Linked DNA regions of Mus musculus: regions 1, 2 and 4 are each linked to region 3. Evidence: chromatin contacts called from public Hi-C, HiChIP or PLAC-seq and promoter capture Hi-C data. All regions are on one chromosome and are shown on one strand. The core of a region is the stretch at or near the end of the contact, and the rest is flanking DNA. Distances in the headings are between cores, read along the strand shown. Region 1 holds the start of Tlr9 (toll-like receptor 9). Region 2 holds the start of Poc1a (POC1 centriolar protein A). Region 3 holds the start of Manf (mesencephalic astrocyte-derived neurotrophic factor). Region 4 holds the start of Ifrd2 (interferon-related developmental regulator 2).

Region 1 (5,226 bases), core at 1,375-3,874, 670 kb after region 3:
ACTGAAATTGTGGCCTATACCCTTCATGCTAAAGGGCTGGCTGTTGTAGCTCAGGTCCAGGGCCTGCAACTGTGGTAGCTCACTGAACGATTTCCAGTGGTACAAGTCCAGTTTGTTATGGGACAGGTCCAGCACCTGCAGATTAGTCAGCGGCAGGAACTGAGAGCCATTGACAGCCTGTGCAATGGAGTTGTGGCTCAGGCTAAGACACTGGAGGCGTGAGAGATTGACAAACATCTCTGGCTTGATAGTCACCAGGTTGTTCCGAGACAGGTCCATGGTGAACTTGAAGTTCTTACACCTGTCCATGAAGTTCTTAGAAGCAGGGGTGCTCAGCGGAGCTGGGTGAGGATCCGCAGACAACAGCTCCTCCTGCTCTGCATCATCTGCCTCTTCAGGGGTGGCTTCTGACAGCGTTGAAGGCCCACTGATGCGATTGTCTGACAAGTCCACAAAGCGAAGGGCTCGGAAGGTACCAAAGATGCTGAGCTGTGCCTGGTTGATGAAGTTCATTTGAAGATGCAGAGTGTGGAGTTTGGGCAGATCGGCCAGCCATCTGAGCGTGTACTTGTTGAGCAAGCGGAAGAAGATGCCGTTCATGTTCAGCTCCTGCAGTGACACCAGGTTCTTAAAGGAACTTGCCAGGTGGAGGCGGGCAAAGGATACCTTCTTGCGGTAATTGAAGGACAGGTTGAGCTTGCGCAGGCGGGTTAGGTTCTGAAAGGCATTGGTGTGGGTGATGCTTTCATAGAGAAAGTTCTCGCTTAGGTCCAGCACCGAGAGGTTGACCAGACCTTGGAACCAGGAAGAGTTCAGTGTATGGAGAGAGCTGTCCTTCAGCACCAGGCCTTCCAGATGGCTCAGGTGATGGAAGGTCTCAGGGTGCAGGTGGAGGGACTTTTGGCCACATTCTATACAGGGATTGGGGGCATGGTCACAGCGACGGCAATTCCCACCCACATCAAGTACTCGAAGGGAGGTCAGATTGGCCAGGTCTTCAGGCCCCAGCTTGACAATGAGGTTATAGGACACCAGGAGGTACTCCAGGCTGGGGGGCAGTTGGCGGGGCACCTTTGTGAGGTTGTTATACTTCAGAGACAGATGGGTGAGATTGCTCAGGCCCAGGAGGGCGCCTGGGGTCACCTTCACCGCTCCTGTGCAGGGGTTCTTGTAGTAGCAGTTCCCGTCCATGAAGAGAACGCGCAGGCTGTATAGGCCGGCGAGGCTGTTAGCATCTAGAACCAGGATGTTGGTGTGGCTCAGGCTCAGATTCACCAGGGAGCTGGGCAGTCGGGGCACAGTGGTGATACCATTATAGCTCAAGTTCAGCTCCTCCAGTGTACGCATAGCCAGGAAGGTTCTGGGCTCAATGGTCATGTGGCAAGAGAAGTGCAGGGGGCTAAGGCCAGTGGGTGGACAGTTCCACTTGAGGTTCAGCTGCCGCAGGTTGGACAGGTGGACGAAGTCAGAGTTGTGCAGGTGGTGGATACGGTTGGAGATCAAGGAGAGGCGGGTGATGTTGGAGCAGGATGCTGCCGCAGAGAAACGGGGTACAGACTTCAGGAACAGCCAATTGCAGTCCACCAGGCCATGAGGCTTCAGCTCACAGGGTAGGAAGGCAGGCAGGGTACCCAGGGCCAGAGTCTCAGCCAGCACTGCAGCCTGTACCAGGAGGGACAAGGGGTGCAGAGTCCTTCGACGGAGAACCTGTGAGAGCCAGGGCTAAATGAGCAAGTGTCTACTGTCATTGTACACTCTTCTACCCTCTCCTCCACACTGGGACTTTCTTCAGGGCTTCCAAGTCGTCTTCAAGTGTTTCCCCACTGCCCCAACAACCAGCCTCCTTCTAGCTACTCAGATCCACCATTTGGGTTTAGGCACAGCCGCTCAGAGCAAGGACACAGAACCAGGACTAGGCTGGAATCCAGGCCCCAGACTTGGAGCTTTTGCTCAGAACACAACCCGTAGCAGAGCCGAGACAGCCTCCAGCAGGCCTACTGGGGCTCTCCCACTTTCTCTTCCTCTCCTCTGGGGCCTCAGCTTTTTCCTCCTGACCACAGCAGCTGCCTGAGATCTGTACCTCCACCCCACCCCCCTGAAGCCTTGCTCCACTAGCCTCCTGGATTCTCCTTGACCAAAATGCAGGGAAGACTGAACCCTTACTGAGGTATAGGTTGGGTTCCATCTAGGCTTTGACGGCACTTGCTGGCTCTTGTTAGCCCCCATCTGACTCCCCAGTCTGACTTGAGAACCCTCAACCTGCCGAGAGGTCGAAGACTCGGAATGAGCAGTGGGTGGCAGGTCTGCAGGCCAAGTGCTACCATTAACCGAAGTCTGGGGCTTTAGCCTCCCCATCCACCCAGCAGGTTCAACTCTCTGCTCAGGGGATGGCTTTTGCTCCAATTCCCTTAGGGTTCCATGAGTGTCCCAAGGGCACAAAGTGGACAGTCCTTTCCATTGCTGTCCCTTCCCATGGTGCCCCTCCCCCCAGGGGGGCTAAGAACTGGGGTCCTACCATGTTGGGAGATGGAGGATTCTCCCGAGGCTCCCTCTGACAAACTGGGCGGCAGAGAATGATGTTCCACACCAGGGTCTCTCAGAGAATTGAGGAAGTGACACTTTCACTACAGCTTAGTAGCTACTTTGTCCCTACCCTGAAAGAGCAGGTGGTACAATGAGTCACACATCATTTGCATAGTCAGATGGCAGACAGATAACCCCCTCAACCCCTTCCTCTTTCCACTCTCCTCCCCACCCCACAATCAGCCAAAGGGTATCACATATGCCCCCCACCCCCCAAAGAGCTGTGGGAAGGAACCAAAACCCAGACTCCAGCCCAAGGTCAATGAGAAACCAGATTTTAATAGCACCAGAGCTAGGCAGAGCACTGACCCTCGTGAGGAGGGTGTCACCTCACTCTCATGCCTCAGTGCCTGTCTCATGGGTGCTCTCGGGACAGTGGCTCTCTCACCTACTCTATCCCCAGAACTCTATGGAGAGCATCTGTGAGCCAGAGGCTGGAGCCAACATCTGCTTTCCTACTACGGCAGCCTTCACATCTCTTCCAGCAATAGTATCTCCCACTCTGCATCTCCACTTCCCGAAACGCCCAGTCAGACTCCAGACCCCAGAGCACAGCAAGCTGCTGGAGCTTCTGAGGTAGGCTGCGGCTGGTCCAGCCAAGATTCTGGCTGATCTTGCTGTCATGTGACACTGTTCCTGGGGAGATGTGAGCAAGTGTGTACTCACCCAAGTGACAGACCAATGACAGACCAAAACCGAGGTACCACTGACGTCCAAGTTGGTTTACCAATGAATTTTATTGGAGTTACTGGTTGAAGTATGGATGAGGGGTTACTAAAAGGAGCAGAGATGACTCAAAGACAGCTGTATCACCAAAGCATAGGTCATGGATACTACAGAAGCTAGAAATGGAGAGCTCATGGCACAATGTATTGACAGCTCAACCTGGGGCATTGTGGGAAGTGGGGATGCAGAGTGGGAGACACTATCCCAGTTGGACAGTGAATTGTCCAGGCAAGACAGTTGGTCTGAGCCTTTTTCAGGCAGCTCAGCTGGTCTCTGCTTCTTTCAAGCTCCTCTGTGCACCTCCCTTTGTCTGAGCGTGCTTCTTAGCAGTCTCCACTGTCCATATAAGCTTAGGGAGGACCAATTGCATCTGGTCACTTTCAGGAACTTCCTGAAGCTTTTTTTCAGTTGTTTATATCCTGAGGTGTTTTTGTTTGTTTATTTGTTTCCTCAAGACTAAGTTTCTAGCCCTGGCTGTTCTGTAACTCATTCTGTAGCCTGCCTCTTGTCTCTTGCGTGCTGTGATCAAAGGTGTATGCCACACCACCCTATCTCCCTGGGGGATGGAATGGTTCACCGGTTGGAAGCACAGCCAGGAGGTCCTTGTGCCTACAGAGATCGCCAGAGGAACCAAGAACGTTAAGCACACTGGGTTGTCTTTCTCATGGGAAAGATGAAAAACCTGTTCTTCCATGCGGAAAGGTGAGGGCAGAAAGTGATTAACCTTCTGGTGATGTTGGGCCAGACCACAACAAGCTCCTACAACCAGGACCAGAGGTGGCCAGTGTTACAAAATATATAAATTGTGGTGGGAGTCAGGGAGTACTTGGCAGGCCAAGGAGAAATCATGTCACGTGACAGGCCTGATTTAAGGGAAGTTTATTGTGGGGGGAAAGGAGGGGAATGGGGACCTGGAAAGGGGGTAGAGGCAGAGAAAAGGAGGACAGTGGGGGAGTGCTGAGGTAGCAATTAGTCCTCTTTATAAGCTGTGCCTCTGCTTCGCCCGCTGCAACTGGTAGATGGCAGGTGATGGCACAAGCCTAGGTCCTTGGGAGGAGCCTAGTGGAATCTGTTAACCAACAGCGAGTAATCTAAATGACTGTTGCAGCCAGAGACCCCTCCAAGCTCCCACAACCAGGACTAGGGGTGGCTAATAGCCCAAATGACTTCTGTGCTATCTGTATGACTGAGACCAGGCCAGACCCATAAGCTAGTACAGGTAGCCTACTTCTAGAACCCATCTTTTACCCAGAGTTGAGTTTCAATGTAATTCTTCATCCTTGTGCTTCAGGGATAGTATTATACCAGGTAACTTCCCCCCACCCCCAAATTACACTGGGCTGAAATCCATTGGGAATAAACCGCGTGTTATTAAGGTTTCCAAAGTCTGATCCAGGTTGACAAAGTCAATCTGCACCTGGTTTTCATTCTTTTTTTTTTTTTTTTTTTTTTTTTTTTTTTGGTTTTCGAGACAGGGTTTCTCTGTATAGCCCTGGCTGTCCTGGAACTCACTTTGTAGACCAGGCTGGCCTCAAACTCAGAAATCTGCCATCCTCTGCCTCCCGAGTGCTGGGACTAAAGGCGTGCGCCACATGCCTAGCCACTGGTTTTCATTTTTGTTTCTTTATGGCCGCTGGTTTTCAGTTTTGTTTCTTTATGGGGTTCACTTCCCTGTTTGACCCCTCCAGGAGCCTCCTCAGCCTTCCTTGGAGGTAAGTGCTACCCAACGCTGACCTACTTGGCTGTCACCTTCTCCTTTGGCCCTGGTGACTAGAGCTGGTTCTTCAAGCTCAAAGCCCCAGAGACCCTGGAGAGACATTAAGCCCTGATTCTGTCCCTTTAGAAACTGCCCACTGCTCACAACCTGCCTATCCACCTGCTGCCTGAGCTGACATCATCTCTAATCTAGACTCCCCC
Region 2 (5,228 bases), core at 1,667-4,166, 610 kb after region 3:
AGTGTGAGGTCCAGGACATGCAAGGCTGCACAGAGAAACCTTGTCCCAAAGAACCAAAAGATAGATAGCTAGATAGACAAACAGACAGACTGACAGGGTAAAAATAAAAGAAAGAACCAAACTTAATAGGAAGCCCAAGGAGAAGACAAAAAAATGGCCTCAGCTCCTTCTCTGATTACAGCAAAACACAGCATCTGGACAAAGAGGTGAGCTGAAGCCACGAACAAAGCAGCCAGGAAAGCTGCTTAGGAACCCCAAAGTGTCCAAGGAAGGGGCAGTGGTATGGAGTTAGGAGACAGACCCTACTCAACGTCGTTTTCACTTGGCAGGCCTCTGAAACAAGAAAATGTGCCGCTTTACTGTTGGCAATCAAACTGAAGACTCAAAAGCAGCCAGTTTGAGGCCCATGCCACAGGACAGACTGAAGATGTAGCTAGAATGTACAGGAAAAAAAAGAGTCTCTCTGTCTCTGTCTCTGTCTCTCTCTTTTTCCTTTTTTGGTTTTTCGAGACAGGGTTTCTCTGTGGAGCCCTGGCTGTCCTGGAACTCACAAAGATCCACCTGCCTTTGCCTCCCCTAGTGCTGGGATTAAAGCTACATGCCACCATGCCTGGCCCTAGTTTCTCTCTTCAAGACTGCATTACCAGCATGCACAGAGCCTGCATGGCTCTGTACCCAGGTCCTCTGCGGTACATACTATAGATTCCAATTTAATGTCATTATGGGATTCCTGAGTGTGTACACAAGTATGTCTCTAATACTTTTTCTAAAATGTGCATTTGGTGTTTTTCCTGCAAGTATCTCTGTGTGGGGGCGTCAGGCCCCTTGGGACTGGAGCTATAGACAGTTGTCATTATACTCTTCACATGCAAAAGGAGCTTATGGAGCCTACTGAGCCCAGCATCCAGAAGGCTGGCAGCTAGAAGCAAAGCCAAGGCTAGAAAGAGCAGCATGTCCTTGCTGTATCTGGCATCCCCACACCACGTCTCCCAGTGAGAAACTCAGCCGTCTCAGTTTAGAATCCTGAGGCCTTCTCTTACCCAAGTGCTTGGTGTTGAGACTGAAGTCCACACAGGTGACTGCATCTCGGTGGCCCTTAAAATGTCTCTCCAGTGAGGGGTCCTCCTGGAAAAAAAAAAAAAAAAAAAAAGCAAGGTCAAATGGTTATAACGAGATAACAGGTCCTCCCTGGAACTAAGACTCTTCCTATAACCAGGAGACGTTAAAAGCACTCAAATCATGATCTCGTATGTTGAAAATTCTAAGGAATCCACTATAAACTGCTAGGACAAATGAGTACAGCAAGGAAGGGTTCACGATCAGCAAACACACAACCACACAAACGATCAGACGAATCAATAAATCCACAACAAACAGATCAAATATGGGCCCAGTGTGGGGAACAAACACCTTTAATCCCAGCACTTGGGAGGCAGAGGCAGGTGGAACTGTGAGTTCAAGGCCAGCCTGGTCCACACAGTAAATTCCAAGAGAGCCAAGACCATAGTAAGTTATCTCCCTCCACCTCAAACACCAAAAATTAAAAACAAAACAAGCAAACAACAACAACAAAAAAAACAAAACGACAAAACACACACACACACACACAACCAAACCACCTGAAGAGCTCCAAGGAACCCAGCTTGGGAAAGGATATTTCTATGATACAGCGAAGCCATTGCTATTCCACAAAGCTCTACCCCAAACAAAGGTGAGGCCCAGTGCCCAGCTCCACCCCCAAGCACACCTGCAGGTTCACGCCTTTTAACAGATGGCCTGGTAGTTCAGGGGTAAGAATCAACTAAGGAGCAAGGGCTCATTCCCTCTCCTGTCCTCACCAGAGCCTCTCAGAAACACAAGGGTGAGGAAGTGTCCATCCTAGGCTCAGTGGGCAGAAGCAGATTCAGGTCTGACTCCATCAGTGACACCCCTTCCCAATGCCTTCTTCCCTGAACAGTTTCCCCTAAAATCTGCGTGGAGCTAAATGTAAACAGAATATCAAATCGGCACTCAAAAGTCTGGTTTCTATTTCTACCCAAGTCTTCTCAGGTGCATCAGGTACCACCTGGCCCTGTGGAAGCAAATTCTTATTTAAAGGACCAATTTGAAGTCCTTTTCTGGAGTGGGGGGAGGGGTCAGAATCGAGCCCTGGACACACTGCAGGCTTCCGCTATCCCAGGCATCCCGATGGCCTACTGCTTCTACTTGTTGGAAAAGGATGTCACCTCCAAAAAAGACCTGTTGCTCACAAGAGGCCAAGCTTACGAGGCTCGCCCCAGGCCACGACAAGGGTCGGGCCTTGATGGTGTCTTCCTCAATACGCCGTACATTCCAGAGGCAGAGACTTATTTCTTCGTCCTGGTGGTCTAACATCTAGCCTGGCACCTGGGGTGCTAAGTCAATGCCCGGATCCACCCCGTAACCTTGGATGAGGAGGTCACCCTAGAACCCCGCGTCACCATCCGCCTCTCTCGCGGCCATTGTTCCAACCAGTCAGGTGCTCACTATCCAGGGACTTACCTGGCTGGGAGCAGCCATAGCGGGGCTAGCGGGCTGGTAGGACCAGCTGTGCCCCAAGTGCCAGAGATAGCTGGGTCGGCAGTTGTGCCAGTTCAGTTTCCGCGCCCCCAATCGCCACCAATAGCAACGCCGGTGGCGTCGCCGCGTCCCGCCCACCGCAATTAAAGGAGAAGCGCCCTAGGTTTTTGTCCGCCGACCGGAAGTCGGGTCGTTCGATAGGCGTCAAGCTCTTGTCCTCCCGCTCTTCCAGATGAGGTGACCCGCCGAGCAGCCAAAAGCCTCAGTTCGCTGTCACACTTTCCTCCTAAGAACTTAAAAAAAAAAATCTTAGATGAAGGTTTCGGCCCTTCAGCTCTAGCTCAGGTAACGGAGCGCGCAGCCATCGGGGAAATGAAGTTCTACATAGCACTTATACCCCACAGTCTTAATAAAGGTAGAACTACATTTACCGAGATGCTCCGGGGCGGGCGGAGTTTTACCATTATGAGTGACAGGCTTAAGTATCCCGGAAGGAGGATACTGACTGGCCTTGCTCTTGGCTTAAAACGTCCGATCAAGGCGCCATGGAGAACCAGGTTATTAGCGCCTTGGGACCCCAGAATGGTTCGTTCCTGCGAATACTCCTAAGTGTCTATTTAAAAAAAAAAAAAATGGAGTCATTCAAGAGTCAGAACCATGGTGCAGAAAGACATATGTTCAATTCTTAATTCTCTACTGGGTGACCTCAGGAAAAATGCGTCTACTCCGAGGGCCTGCCTCCGCGTTTGTCTTAAGAGGGGATGTGACTGCGGCCCGTCTTGCTCGGAACTCTTTAGCCTTAAGAAGGCTTTGGGTCGTAGCCTGACCTTAGCTCCAAAAAAAAAAAAAAGGTGAAAGAAGCAATCGTCGGGCGGAACCACCAGAGGCCGTCCTTTTCCACCTTCTGCAATGAAAGCAGCCGAAGCCCAGAGTGACCTGTGCATCTGACCTGAACTGGATGTTTTGTAAGATTCAAGAACCTTCCATCCATCATCTCTCCTGGGCCGGCCAACTTGTCCATACTCAAAACACTAATTAGGATCTGGCTGTGTCCTGAGGTTTCTTACCACATGCCTAGGCTTGAAACTGTGTCCCTAAATCTGCAGGGACAGTAAACTCAGAAACTGGCGTGTGGGGGAGTGTATTTGGACCTAAAAGAATGATTCATTGGTTCAGAGTGTATATGGTTCTCCCAGAGGACGAAAGTTCTATTCCCAGCTCCCATGTCAGATGGTTTACAACTGCCTGGAACTCCAGTTCTGAGGCAGTTCAACACCTCTTGTCTCCTGAGGCACACACACACACACCATTAAAAATAATTCTTTTAGTGTTTTGATGAGAGATACAGGATCTATATCTGATCCTATTTTAACTATGTTGGCATAGAATTGGTACCTTGACATTAGAAATGTTTAAGCTAATTTAACATAGGCAAGGTGAAAGTCTCAAGACAAAAATAGGTGCTCACAAATTCCCAGCCTTCCCATAAACAGTTTTCAGTTTTTCTCTTGTCAATAAGTGTGTCACGAGCACCCCATGCCAGAAACATGATGGTCACGTTTGTATATTCCTACAATGTCAAAATGAATTGCCTCTCAGGAAATTCCCAAGCTGTAGCAGTTTGCTGCTTTTCCAGATAAGGTCTCTCTATGTGGTCCTAGCGTTCCTTCCTCTGGCAGCCACAGACTTTTTATTTTTACTTTTTTAGGAATGTCATATGTAGGAATGTTTTGCCTACCTGTATGTATATGTACCATACTTATGTCTGATGTCTTATGAAGACGCCGGATCCCCTGGAACTGGCGTTGCAAACAGTTGTGAGCTGTCACGTGGGTGCTGGGTCTGAAACCCAGTCCCAAGTAACCTTAAACCAGCCCCACTAATCTTTTTCTGTTGCCTTGCTTTTTTTCTTTTCTTTCTTTTTTTTAAGAATATTGTGGGGTAGCCACCAGAGGAGACTGCTAAGACACGGATTTAAGCCAATAAAAAGTCTTTATTAGCCAGCCAGCAACTACACTGGGTGTTGTTCAAGATCCCATTGTAGCCGCAAGGCTTTCTCAGGGTGAGCTTTTAAGCATAAAATGTTCTGGGGGACTGGAGAGATGGCTCAGTGGTTAAGAGCACTGACTGCTCTTCCGGAGGTCCTGAGTTCAAATCCCAGCGACCACATGGTGTGTCACAACCATCTGTAACAAGACCTGATTCCCTCTTCTGGTGTCTGAAGACAGCTACAGTATATACATATAATACATAAATACATATAATAAATAAAATAAATCTTTTAAAAAAAAACATGTTCTAGATTGACATACTTAACATGAACAATTAGTCAGAAGAGAAACCACAGAAGTCCAAAAGCAAGGTTAGTACATTTAGAGAGTTTCCCATATCTCTGGACTTTGACGAATTAGGTAATTGTTTTAGTTTTGGCAGGCGGTGCTATCCATGTGCTGAGTTTTACAGCCTGAATGGTATTTCGGCAGTTGTGGGGTTTCATGTAGGCTGGCCTTCAGATCACTGCATTAGCCGAAGAAAGCTTTGAACTTCAGATGATCCTGCCTCCGTTCTGGAAATACAGGCTTATACCATCTTGTTTGGTTTACACAGTGGTGGGGATTTATGCATGCTAGGCAAAGCAAGGTCCCATCTGATCTATAACTCTAGTTACATGATTCCAATCTTAATTGCTA
Region 3 (5,124 bases), core at 1,233-3,732:
CAGCCTGGCTTCCAGGCCCTGAGGATGTGTGGTCAGGTTCAGCAAGCTCCTGGGTTTAAAAATATATAAATAAATAAATGGTGGGAGGAAACTTCTCCTTTTGGAGGCAGAGAGCCACACAGGTAAAACTGTTATCTTCCAAGCAGCCAAGTACTGAGCCCTCCACTCCAAACCCATAGGGACTGCCCACCACTCAGGGTTCAGGACAGGCAGAAGGGCAGTTTTTCAAACCTCCCCAGTCTGTTAAGTAGGGCACAGTGGTGACTTTATAGGGAATTCTTTCATGTCAGGGCACTGACGTTACTCTTGGTATTATGGTGGGGGTATGGTAATATTTCACCAGGGTGCTTCTAAGTTACTTTTTAAAATAACTTGTCTTGAGGCAATTGTTTTCCTTTTATTTGCTTACATTCCCATCAGTGATGGCCATAAAACTGCCTTCTCCTTGATGAGCAGGTATGTTGCTCCCCTGTTCCCTTAACTAGTTGGCCTTCTGGCCTGCTATGGCCAAGTTCTGGCCCCAGCTGCTTATCCCTTCTCCACAATTCTTTCCAAACAGAAAAACCCATGGTCACAGTGTTTTTCTCTTAGAAACAAGTTTAATAGAACTGTCAGCAAATAACCTATAGGAAAAGAAAGAAGGCCCATTTCCGTTCACAGTATGTTGGGGCCCAGGTACCAACAGTGTAGGGCTTTCTGATACCCTCAGGATCATTCAGGCAGAGTGGAGACTGTTGAGGATGTAGGTAGGCCAATCCAATAGCCCCAGCACCAAGGGCACACACACCTGTTCCTGAGCCCAGACTCACTGGTAAGCTTGTTTCTGGACCGTCTGGGTTCACAGGTATGAGGGTCAAGTCTAGCTTGGGATGTGATTCTTAGGTAGGGCAGCTTTAGGTTTGTTTCCAGGCACGTCTGAACCTCAGTCCACGGAGGCAGCCAGTCATCACATGCAGACATCTCCTTTCTCCACTTGATGGCACAGGAGGTAGGGAGGGGAATGTAGGGTTAAGTTCCTTGACCTTGCTTTATGCAAAGTGAAATATATTTGTGTTACTTCTCTCCATTTTCCCCAACTGGATGAAATGGACCTATTCTGAATACTTTTTATTGAAAAACCAGCCAGTGTGAGGGAAATGGGAGGTCAGAGATCAGAATCCTTTGAAAAGATTGTGAAATACTGATTTTCATTGTTTAAAGCGTATTTGTAAATACCTATTTGAATGCTGTGTATTTGTACAGGAATTTGAGCAAAAAAATGTATAGAGTATGTCTAATTGGTAATAAGCCCTATAAATGTGTTTTTAACCTCTGGCATTCTGTGCTTATTTAAAACAAGAAAACTTCTAACCATTTCTTTTGTGTATTCATGTCTAAAGAAAAACTGACTTAAAATTATCTTACCTGTACCAGAAAAGTTAAAGAAAAAAATTTGTGCCAGTGTCCCAAGAGGCATTTTACTGTATATATTGTGGTAGCATGTTATAAATCCAACAAAAAATGTGACTTTTAGATGTAAATATCTGGCAACTGACTCCCCCACCTCCATCCCTTGACTGCTGTGATGTGAATTAAAGATGAATACCTGATATTGATCCACTGATTTCACTGAATGGGAGCATAAGTGCCCCTCTCAAACCCTTGTCGCCGGGCTCCAAGCCCTTTTAGCTCCAGATACTTTTCTGCACTTAGTCGGCCGCTCTCCATATTCCGCCTTCCAGGGCGAGTGGCCAAAGCCCTTGCACTTAGCATTAGGGCAGTCCAGGCGGTAATGTCTCCAGTTCCCATCCTCGTGTCTCCAAGAGTGGAGAACAAAACCTCCCAAGATCCCATGGCCTCCATTTGGAAGGTAGACCAACGCCTCTGCTCGCAGCCTTGCCGCGAGGTCCTCAGAGGCCCAGGACGGGAAACGACTAGGCAGGCCGAGACCTTTCGTTTAAGAGGTTCTGCCGTCTGACCCAGGTTAAAGCGGGGTCTGAGCAAGCCGGCGAATCAAAGTGGACGTTCCCCTTGATTGGCTCGGCAATCCACGTGGTAGTTCAAAACAAGGAACCGCTTCTGATCCATGCTCCCGCCGCCCATCCTACTGGCTATAGGGTGGCGCCAGAAATGCTGCTCTACGAGTCCGGGCGTCGGGAGGAGTGGGTGTGGAACCAAGACTCGGCATTCGGGTCGAGTCAATAGATTGAGAGGGTTCCGGGTAAGCAGCCAAAGCAGCTGCCCTAACCCAACATGGCGACCCGTGCACCTTCCCTCCGCACCCCTATGGACCGCCCAGGCTCAATCAGCAACCGACAACTGTCTAGGTCCCAGACAGCAGCAGCCAATGAGGGAGGGTAGCGTGGAGCCGCCGGTCTGGGCTCCTGGGCACGTGGACCAATGAGGATGCAGCATATGGGTGGGCGCGGGGATCGCACACCAATGGGAAGCTCAGGTTTCTGTTCCAGCCCACTAGGCGGAACACCGCGCCGGGTGCGGTTCATTCGCGCGGCGGCGGCGGTGGTGGAGACGGCTGAGGAGGATGTGGGCTACGCGCGGGCTGGCGGTAGCGCTGGCCCTGAGCGTGCTGCCTGACAGCCGGGCGCTGCGGCCAGGAGACTGTGAAGGTGCGGGGGACCGGATGGGGGCGGCCTGGCGGCGCTAAACCCAAGGAAAGCGAAAGGGTGGGAGCGACGGCCCGTCCCGGGGCTCCGCTGGAGAAAGGGCCTCACTTATTTCCCGGGCCTAGAGACGTTGACCCATTTAAGGGAACGCGTCGGTTCAGTAGCGTTAATAACTTGGCCGGAAGCCCACATCCCGGGAGTTTTTGTCTTCCCATCACTTTAGCGATTACAGGAAGGCATCCTGTGGGCCGCAACCGTCTCGGGGTTACTAAGCTGCACTTGGGGGTTCGATGTATTTGGAATGAGGAGCATTTTGATCATTTGCTTCAGCCTTCAATCTGTCCCTTATGAGGTCACAATGAGTTCCCTCAAGGACACGTGTCCACTCTAGACTTAAACTTGAAAAGAGCAGAGAGGGTTGTGTGTGGGTCACTTGGGTAATGTTCATTCCCAGCATGCAACTGGGTACAAGGACCCCAGCAACCTAAGGGCTCTGTGCACTTCTGAGTACCCGAGTTAAAAAAAAAAATTAATCCCTTCTAGCAAAACTGCTGACAGAGTTTTTTCCAGGGGAAATGGAGACTAATAATTACTTACCATCTCCTCCCTCTTTTCCAGTTTGTATTTCTTATCTGGGACGATTTTACCAGGACCTCAAAGACAGAGATGTCACATTTTCACCAGCCACTATTGAAGAAGAACTTATAAAGTTTTGCCGTGAAGCAAGAGGCAAAGAGAATCGGTTGGTAAGTAGCTGGTGACCCACCCAGCCTGTCCCTGGCTCTTGGGCACTGTCCACTTTGTGATGGGACTTGTATATATACTAATGTGAGGTTTAAGTGTTTTTATCCTCTATTTATTAAACATTGCTATAAGCTGAATATTGGTAAGACCAGGAGAGAAAATGACAGGCAACTGCAAGGCAGTGATGCCAGATGCCATGAAGGAAATAAGCTAGGAGAGTTGGTGGGTGGGAGCTGAGAGAGAAAGTAGTGGGTATCTACCTCTGAGGACAGGGAGTCAGTGAGGTGGAGTGAGCACAACTCAGGCAATGGGAGTGCCCAAAGACCAGAATGAATTTGGTGTGATTGGAACCAGAAGTAGTTGGCTAGGTGCCCCGAGATGGCCAGGGCCAAGTCAAGGTCAAGGACCCTGGCGGAGCATCAGCCTCTTGTAGCTTTAATTTCCATGGTAGTCTCTCATCGGAACTCTAACTCTGCAGCTGAGCATATATCAAGTGCCTCGGGCCTGGGACAGCTAGATCTGGGCAGACTAACAAACCGAAGCCTTGGCAAAGAGAGGTTTTCAAGGTGACCTAACAGTTGTCTGGAACTGGAGAGTTGGTTATGAATGTGTGCTGCTCTTGTGGAGGACCTGAGTTCAATTCCAGCATCCACAGCACCCTGCACTGCAGCTCCAGGGAACCTGATGCCTTCTGGCCTCTGACACATGCTCTCATGCATGCAGATTTTTTTCAAGGCTTTCATTTTGTTTTGTTTTGGTTTTTGCTGCAGTGCTACTACATTGGAGCCACAGATGATGCTGCCACCAAGATCATCAATGAGGTGTCGAAGCCCCTGGCCCACCATATCCCTGTGGAAAAGATCTGTGAGAAGCTGAAGAAGAAAGACAGCCAGATCTGTGAACTAAAATACGGTGAGTGTGACTCGGACCCTGTGCCTTCTACCATCTCTGCATACCCTTTCTGGACTTAACTTTCTAGCCAGAAGAGTCATCAAAAGCGGGTTTGTAGCATAAAGGATGATTCTCTGTGCTGCAGGGAACAGACTTGCGCATCGAACATAGGTGGAGGTCAAAGGGTGACTTAACATACTTTGAAGGATGAGGGTTGACCCAGAGGCCATCTGATAGAGCAGTGCAGATAGAGATTATAGATAGTGGTGGAGTACGTAGAGGTCAAGTTGGACAGAGCCTTGGGGGGAAATTTGGCTTTTAGTCTAAAAACTTGGGAGCTTTAGAAGTTTTTGAGCAGAGAAGTGATGTGGTGGGAACTTGAGTTCAACAGTCATGGCTCTAAACCCCAGGCGTGACAGTTACAGCATCACCATGGCAGAGCCCATCTGGTTGCACAGAATCCTAGTCTCGAGAAGAGCTAGGCCTCTCCTATAAAGTTTAAACGATGCCAGTGTTTACTGCACTAATGTTCGGGAATTTTGTACTTGTGTGAATTTGATTTGGTATCCTGGTTGGTTCTGGTGTCGGTTTGTTTGGGTCACGTGGGTTATGGAGTAAGTGTCTGACTCTGGTGCCTCTTGGGGAGGCTAGGGGTGTGTCTGCTCTGCTCAGCCTGGAGCTGTCCTTTGTGCTGGCATGTAGGAAGCCCTCGGGGAACTGGAGCTATGTTCCTTCTCTAAACCACATAGGCTGTCTGCACTGTGTGTCTTATGGTGGCTACTGACAGCCTGAGGTGGCCTTCCTGGTGAAGACTGTCATCTCAATCTTGGGCGCAGTGTGCATTTGTCTTCCCGGCCGCACGTAGGGCTGGACATCCTAAGGATGG
Region 4 (5,451 bases), core at 2,564-5,063, 700 kb before region 3:
GTTCTGCTGGAACTGAGCGAGGTGCTCCCCAGAGCTTTTCTTCCACTCACTGCTCTCCTCCCCCTAACCCCTCCTAGGCCTCTCCCGGCAGGCAGTTCACCTCTACTCAAAACCTCCACTGTAGACTAGCATGTGTGTGAGTTAAGAGTTGGGGGTCACCTCCCCTGCAAACAGCCTGGGATGGTCACTGGTGCCAGCGGGCTCTTCCTACTGTCCCTCGCACCTCAAGGTCCCGGGCAAGCTCAAAGAGTAGCGCGATGGCTTCACCAGCAGCAATCCGCAGGTTCACACTTTCACTGGACAAGAGCTGGGGCAGCCGGGGCAGCTGCCTACAGAAAGGGCAGGCAAGCTAAGCTTCGTAGATGGGTTGAGGGTCCCTTCACAAACACCCTCTCCCTCCCAATAGACAGCAGCCCCTACCTGTCAAGGATATGGCTGATGTGGGTACCAGGACAGATGGTGAGCAGCAATGCCCAGGCCTGCAGGGCAGCACAGAGAAGGCCATGGAGGCTGGCGGGAACCAGAGACGCCGCAGAGCCACTAGTGCCACAGGACCAGCTGAAAACACCTTCCAAGCAGGCCAAGCAAGAGACCAGGTCCTAGGAGCACAGGGAGATAGGCGTGGCTCTCAGACAGAGCTACTGAGCCAAGTTGCTCTACCACTTGTGCCCAAAGTCCACTTACCTGGACGTCGGTGGCAGCCACATAGCAACCCAAGCCAAGAGCAGAAGCACACTGTTGGAAAGAGGACAAAGCTAGGCCACCACGGGTCAACATCAGGAACATCATATGAGTGGAGAATCTGAAGACAGGTAGAGCCCAACCCCCTGCCTGGGCATGAGGGACCGACGGGCATGGAAATACTCACATGGAGCCGGGCAGTGGGGCTTGCTGTACTGTCACTGAGCACCGAGATGAGCAAGGGCTGCAGGCTACGGAACAGCTCCTCGCCCTTGGGTCCAGGGCCCAACTGCACACAGAGAATGCCTAGCACAGCAGCAGCCAGAGCCTGTTCTTCACCCTTCCCTACAGGATGCTTTCCAGTTAGCGCATGCGGCAAGCGGCAACACCTGCCTAGCTAGGGTTCCCCAAGTGCCCAGGAATCGACCTTTCTTAAGGCACTTTTCCAGGGCATCCGCCAGAGTGAGGCTGCGCTCCAGCAGAAAGTCCGGAAGTAGGCGGGAGGCCAGGGCCAGGCGCAGGCTCTCCAGGGCTCCTTGACGGGTCTTGGCACTGGGAGGCGATAAAGGGTTCATGTGGGTGACACACCCTTGGTTCCATTTGTCATCGGCTGAACGGGGCCCCAAGTGTCGAGGCTGGCCAGCAGCCAGAGGTACCTCTTGTCAGTCAGGCAGTCCACATAACCTTTCAGCTTCTCCTCCAGGTTTTCCTGCTGGCTCTGTTCGTCCACCGCTTCGCCACCTGCAAAGCCAGCTGGTCATCACTGGATCCTGCCCCGTCCAGTGGAGCCCTCACTGAGCCCCTGTCAAATGTCAATTTGCTCTCACCCAGGCAGTCCTCTGTGGTGGCGCTGAGAAGGCTGGGACAGTCACTGGTGGTGCTCCGGGCCTCACTGGCCGCTTCATCCTCACTGGAGCCAGAGTCAGCCTGGGTACTGCTCCTGGCACCTGGGGACATAAAATCCCAATCTGACCAGCTTCTACCTGTGAAGGGTGACTCAGGGCACCTCAGTTAACTTCATCAATGCTATCCCATCTCAGAGATGAGCAAACCAAGGCCTGAAACCTGGGACTTGAATTAGGAAGCAGAAAAAAAGGGAAGAAAGCCTATCTGCTAGAGAACACAGGAGCTAGGCCTACTCAGGGACAACCTGGCAGACTCGGCGAGTGGGAACTCCAGGAAGGCATAGCCTTTGTTTTTCCTCTCCCAGATAGGGTTTCTTTGTGTAGCGTCGGCTGTCCTGGAACTAGCTCTGTGGACCAGGCTGGTTTTGAACTCACAGAGATCCACCTGCCTCTGCTTCTCCAGTGCTAGGATTAAAGTCGTGTGCTATCTCTGCTTGGTGGACACAGTCTGCTTTAAGGACAGCAGGAACCACAGAGTGGCAGAAGGGACTGGGATGAGTCCCAGGGAGGCCTTTGGCCCACTTTAGGTTATGGTCAAAAGTAGATAATGTAAAGGTTAGGGCTCAGGTTATAGAACTAGGCAGACTCAGGGGTTTAAACCGAGCCTAGGTCTTATGTTCTCCATTGGGCTATACCATTAGTGCCCCCTGCCCCTCATTAGGGCAGAGGTAAAATTTGACCAGTTGCCCAGCCTCTACGGTGTGGACAACAAAGTACGCCCCTCGGTCTAGCAGGTAAAGACATGTAACTGGCAATAGCTCTGCTCCAGGCCACGGCACTCACTAGGCTACCAACTCTGGGAGCAGCAGAGGCCCAGGTCCCTGTGGGTGTGCTGGGCACTCTGTGTTTCAAATATATTGTTTTCTGAGCTTCCTTTGGTCCACTCAGGGCCACCAACTTTAGGTATAGACACGATGGTGCCTCTGAGCCTTGGAAGACCAGAAGAAGCTCTTGACCGGGTGTCTGAAAAAGTAAACATAGGGACTCTCAAAGTGTCAGTAGGGCAGGAACAGAGAGACGGCCTGTGAGCTCTCTCCAGGGCTGAAGACTGGCCTTAAATAGGGCAGCTACTATGGTAGGCACCCTGGACAGGTTCTGACCCAGTAGGAGTCCTTACACCTTAGGGACCACTAACATTACTTGCTTGTAAAAAAACGTTCAGCCCACACGTTGATTTCTGTTCACCTCTTCTCTTACTATCCTACTTGTCAAAACTGCCCGGACGGTCTCATCTGCCGCACTGTATTGTGGTCCCTTTGGCTGCTGGGCCCTTGCGCCAGATTCTTTACCGTCTCAGAAGCTCCCCTCACAGGGCCTGCCATAATTCTAAGACCACTCTCGGTAAGTATATGCTTTCAGTACTAGTTCTTGTGGAACTGTCACCACCCTATTAAATGCCCCGAGACCCAAGCCACATTAAAGTGGCTGTCAGGTCAAAAATATGCTGGGCAGGCACTCTTTTTCAGCAGTTGTTTGTTTAATGCAACAGGTCATGCTTCTGGTTGAGTCTGATAAGAAGTCTCCAGGCTGCTTCGGTCTCTCTGGATGTCCTCCCGGTCTCTAGTCCAATTGACAGGGCCCCAATTCTCTACCTTTCCAATCACACTTCCCCGTTTTACAGAACAGACAAGGTCTCTCTGCTAATTTCCTTGTGCAGCCTACCAAATGCACTACTAGTATTTGGCAAAAGGGTTGGCTTCACGCTCTTTCTGGTGTGGTTTTCTACCCCAGTAGCGATGGGAAAACCTAGGTCCTTAATGCTGGTCAAGTCATCGTTGCGGCGCGGGATTTCGAAAAACAGCTGGCAATGTGCTCAAGTGAGGCGCACACGTGGCCAATGCCAGCTGGGGCACGTGCGAGCCTTAGCAGAGTTCTGGGAGGTCACGCTGGGCTGATCTGGGAAGATTCATCAACTCAGGTCCCTCAATGACATCGAAGGGGAATCACGGAACACCCCCGCTCACTACTGAACAAGTCTACTGGAGCCCCCGGACTCACCTCCTCCACGGCGCTGACCGCCCTTGCGGAGCGCATTGCCCTTCCGAGCACGAGGCATTCCTGGAACCGAGAATTGGGAACACGGGAATGGGGCGCGGGGTCAGGGACCCGGAGGGCGGGGACTCCAAACCAGCGAAACGCTGGCCCGTGTGCTGAGCTGAGACTGGCGAGGACGACAGGAGCCACACGCCGCGCGCGCCACCATCTTCGTGAGGCGCCCCGCCCTGTCAAATGGGTCGCTGGGAAGGTGAGTTCCCGGCCACCAAGTTCAGATCCACATACACGCGGCCGAAACTACTATCCCCAGGCATCAGCGTACACAGATTAGCACCGCCCAAGTTGTGCGCAGTGCACGACGGGAGTAGTAGTCCATTCCGGAGACACATAAGCCGACGCCGCTCTAGCTAAACTATGTACCCACAATGCCCTGCGTACCCACTTCGCCCCTCCTTCCCCTACCCCCGCCCGCGCGGTTCATAGTTAACTCAGTAGTTTCCTTTCTCACTAGAAGCGTCTGCAGGGCCTGATAACGAAGCACCTGCTTGGAGGCGCCAGGTTTGGCCCTAGATAGAATGGTGAGGACAAACTTCAAGTAATGAAAGAGTGACTTTATGGATAAAAATACAGATAATAGCTTAGCGTTTAACAGACCTTAGCTTAATTTTTTTTGGGGGGGATGTGTGTTGGGAGGCATGTAGGGGTTGTCTGAACCTAGATTTTACTTCTCTATAGATACGCTGGGGTATAGGAACAAAGTCCTAGGCTAGTCACCTTAAATGCCTGGAACTGACCCGGAAGCTTCTTTTTTTTTTTTTTTTTTTTTTCTGAGACAGGGTTTCTCTGTATAGCCCTGGCTGTCCTGGAACTCACTTTGTAGATCAGGCTGGCCTCGAACTCAGAAATCGGCCTGCCTCTGCCTCCCGAGTGCTGGGATTAAAGGCGTGCGCCACCATGCCCGGCTCCTCAGGAATTTCTATGGAAGTTGTATTGGTGGAAGTGGGATATGTACTTGGGAAAGTCCCATAAGCTAAACAAAGCATAAAGGGGAATTCCTCTAGGACTGGGAAAATGACAGCAGGGTCAAGTAGCAAAGGCAGGGACTCCTGACTCTATGTTGGGCTCAGGGTTTAGGCTCCAGGCAGGTAGGGCCAGCCCAACCCGAATAACAATGGCATCTGAAGGAATTCCAAGCTCCAAGACTGTCATCTGGCTGCAGATGTAGAAAGGCTTCCATTTGTCCTGGGTCTTTCCGGGCACATCGACCATGGCCATGACATCGCTGGTGACTGCAAGCCATGGCAGCCTTGGTCACATTGATCACATAGGGGCCTAAAGTGCCCACTAAGTAGTCATGGAGACGCCAGCACTTTTCCTACACAGAGAAAAGATAGGTCAAAGCTCCTTTTCTATGACTTGGCATGGCTTCTCCCCTATCTTGGGGCTCCAGCATGTGCACGATGAGGGGCAACGCTCACCTCAGAGCTAGAGAAGCTCAGGTCCCCCCAGAGTACCACTCCAGCTGTTCCCAGTGCGGCACTCACTCCAATAGTCTGCATCAGGTCGTCCTGCAGGCAGAGAACTGTTAAGCCCAAGCTTGACTGGCCAGATCCATCAGGGCCCAACTTTACCACGACACCATTTGGTTTACTGCTATGATTCTGCCTCTAGAGTAGAGCGCTTTTAACAGAGCCTCTAAGTAATTTCTTAGAACTTCCATTCAGAGAATAACAGTCCTTAGACCAGGGACCACTGATATCTCCCAGTACATCACCATACCTCCCTAGTCCAGGACAGGGTCTTTTTGTTGTTTTGACTTTCAAGACAGGGTTTCTCTGAGTAGCCCTGGCTGTCCTGGAACTTGCTCTGT

What was found. Hi-C and Micro-C count contacts between places; a contact is called where the count stands out from the background. HiChIP or PLAC-seq counts read pairs in DNA pulled down with a chosen protein or histone mark. Capture Hi-C pulls out chosen DNA fragments and counts their contacts.
Region 1: a contact with region 3 is called in an H3K27ac HiChIP or PLAC-seq map of double positive thymocytes, with 4 times the contacts expected there. The contact joins the promoter of Tlr9 here to the promoter of Manf in region 3. A contact is called at or near these places in 1 of 115 datasets of contacts at active chromatin or transcription factors (double positive thymocytes) and 1 of 9 other capture datasets (adipose tissue).
Region 2: a Hi-C map of CD8 T cells shows a contact between it and region 3, with 4 times the contacts expected there. The contact joins the promoter of Poc1a here to the promoter of Manf in region 3. A contact is called at or near these places in 4 of 484 Hi-C or Micro-C datasets (CD4 T cells, CD8 T cells, double positive thymocytes and 1 more), 2 of 115 datasets of contacts at active chromatin or transcription factors (double positive thymocytes and memory CD8 T cells) and 1 of 9 other capture datasets (liver).
Region 4: a contact with region 3 is called in a promoter capture Hi-C map of pancreatic islet. The contact joins the promoter of Ifrd2 here to the promoter of Manf in region 3. A contact is called at or near these places in 4 of 39 promoter capture datasets (embryonic stem cells, erythroid cells, neural stem cells and 1 more), 2 of 484 Hi-C or Micro-C datasets (B cells and pro-B cells), 2 of 115 datasets of contacts at active chromatin or transcription factors (large pre-B cells and memory CD8 T cells) and 1 of 9 other capture datasets (pancreatic islet).

What each region holds. Positions count from the first base shown.
Region 1 is chr9:106,219,996-106,225,221 of GRCm38.p6, reverse strand. Tlr9 (toll-like receptor 9) reads right to left here and starts at 2,624. Exons shown (of 2, transcript NM_031178.2): 1 at 2,516-2,624; 2 at 1-1,707. The coding sequence starts at 2,518.
Region 2 is chr9:106,278,749-106,283,976 of GRCm38.p6, reverse strand. Poc1a (POC1 centriolar protein A) reads right to left here and starts at 2,916. Exons shown (of 11, transcript NM_027354.2): 1 at 2,521-2,916; 2 at 1,041-1,125. The coding sequence starts at 2,538.
Region 3 is chr9:106,889,296-106,894,419 of GRCm38.p6, reverse strand. It overlaps Manf (mesencephalic astrocyte-derived neurotrophic factor), which reads left to right and starts at 2,482. Exons shown (of 4, transcript NM_029103.4): 1 at 2,482-2,606; 2 at 3,222-3,349; 3 at 4,118-4,259. The coding sequence starts at 2,522. Dock3 (dedicator of cyto-kinesis 3) reads left to right here. Exons shown (of 53, transcript NM_153413.2): 53 at 1-1,595.
Region 4 is chr9:107,586,080-107,591,530 of GRCm38.p6, reverse strand. It overlaps Ifrd2 (interferon-related developmental regulator 2), which reads right to left and starts at 3,813. Exons shown (of 12, transcript NM_025903.2): 1 at 3,585-3,813; 2 at 1,509-1,628; 3 at 1,338-1,422; 4 at 1,109-1,233; 5 at 869-1,026; 6 at 685-735; 7 at 421-599; 8 at 224-329. The coding sequence starts at 3,642. It overlaps Hyal3 (hyaluronoglucosaminidase 3), which reads right to left. Exons shown (of 4, transcript NM_178020.3): 3 at 5,060-5,149; 4 at 4,172-4,956. The coding sequence ends at 4,705.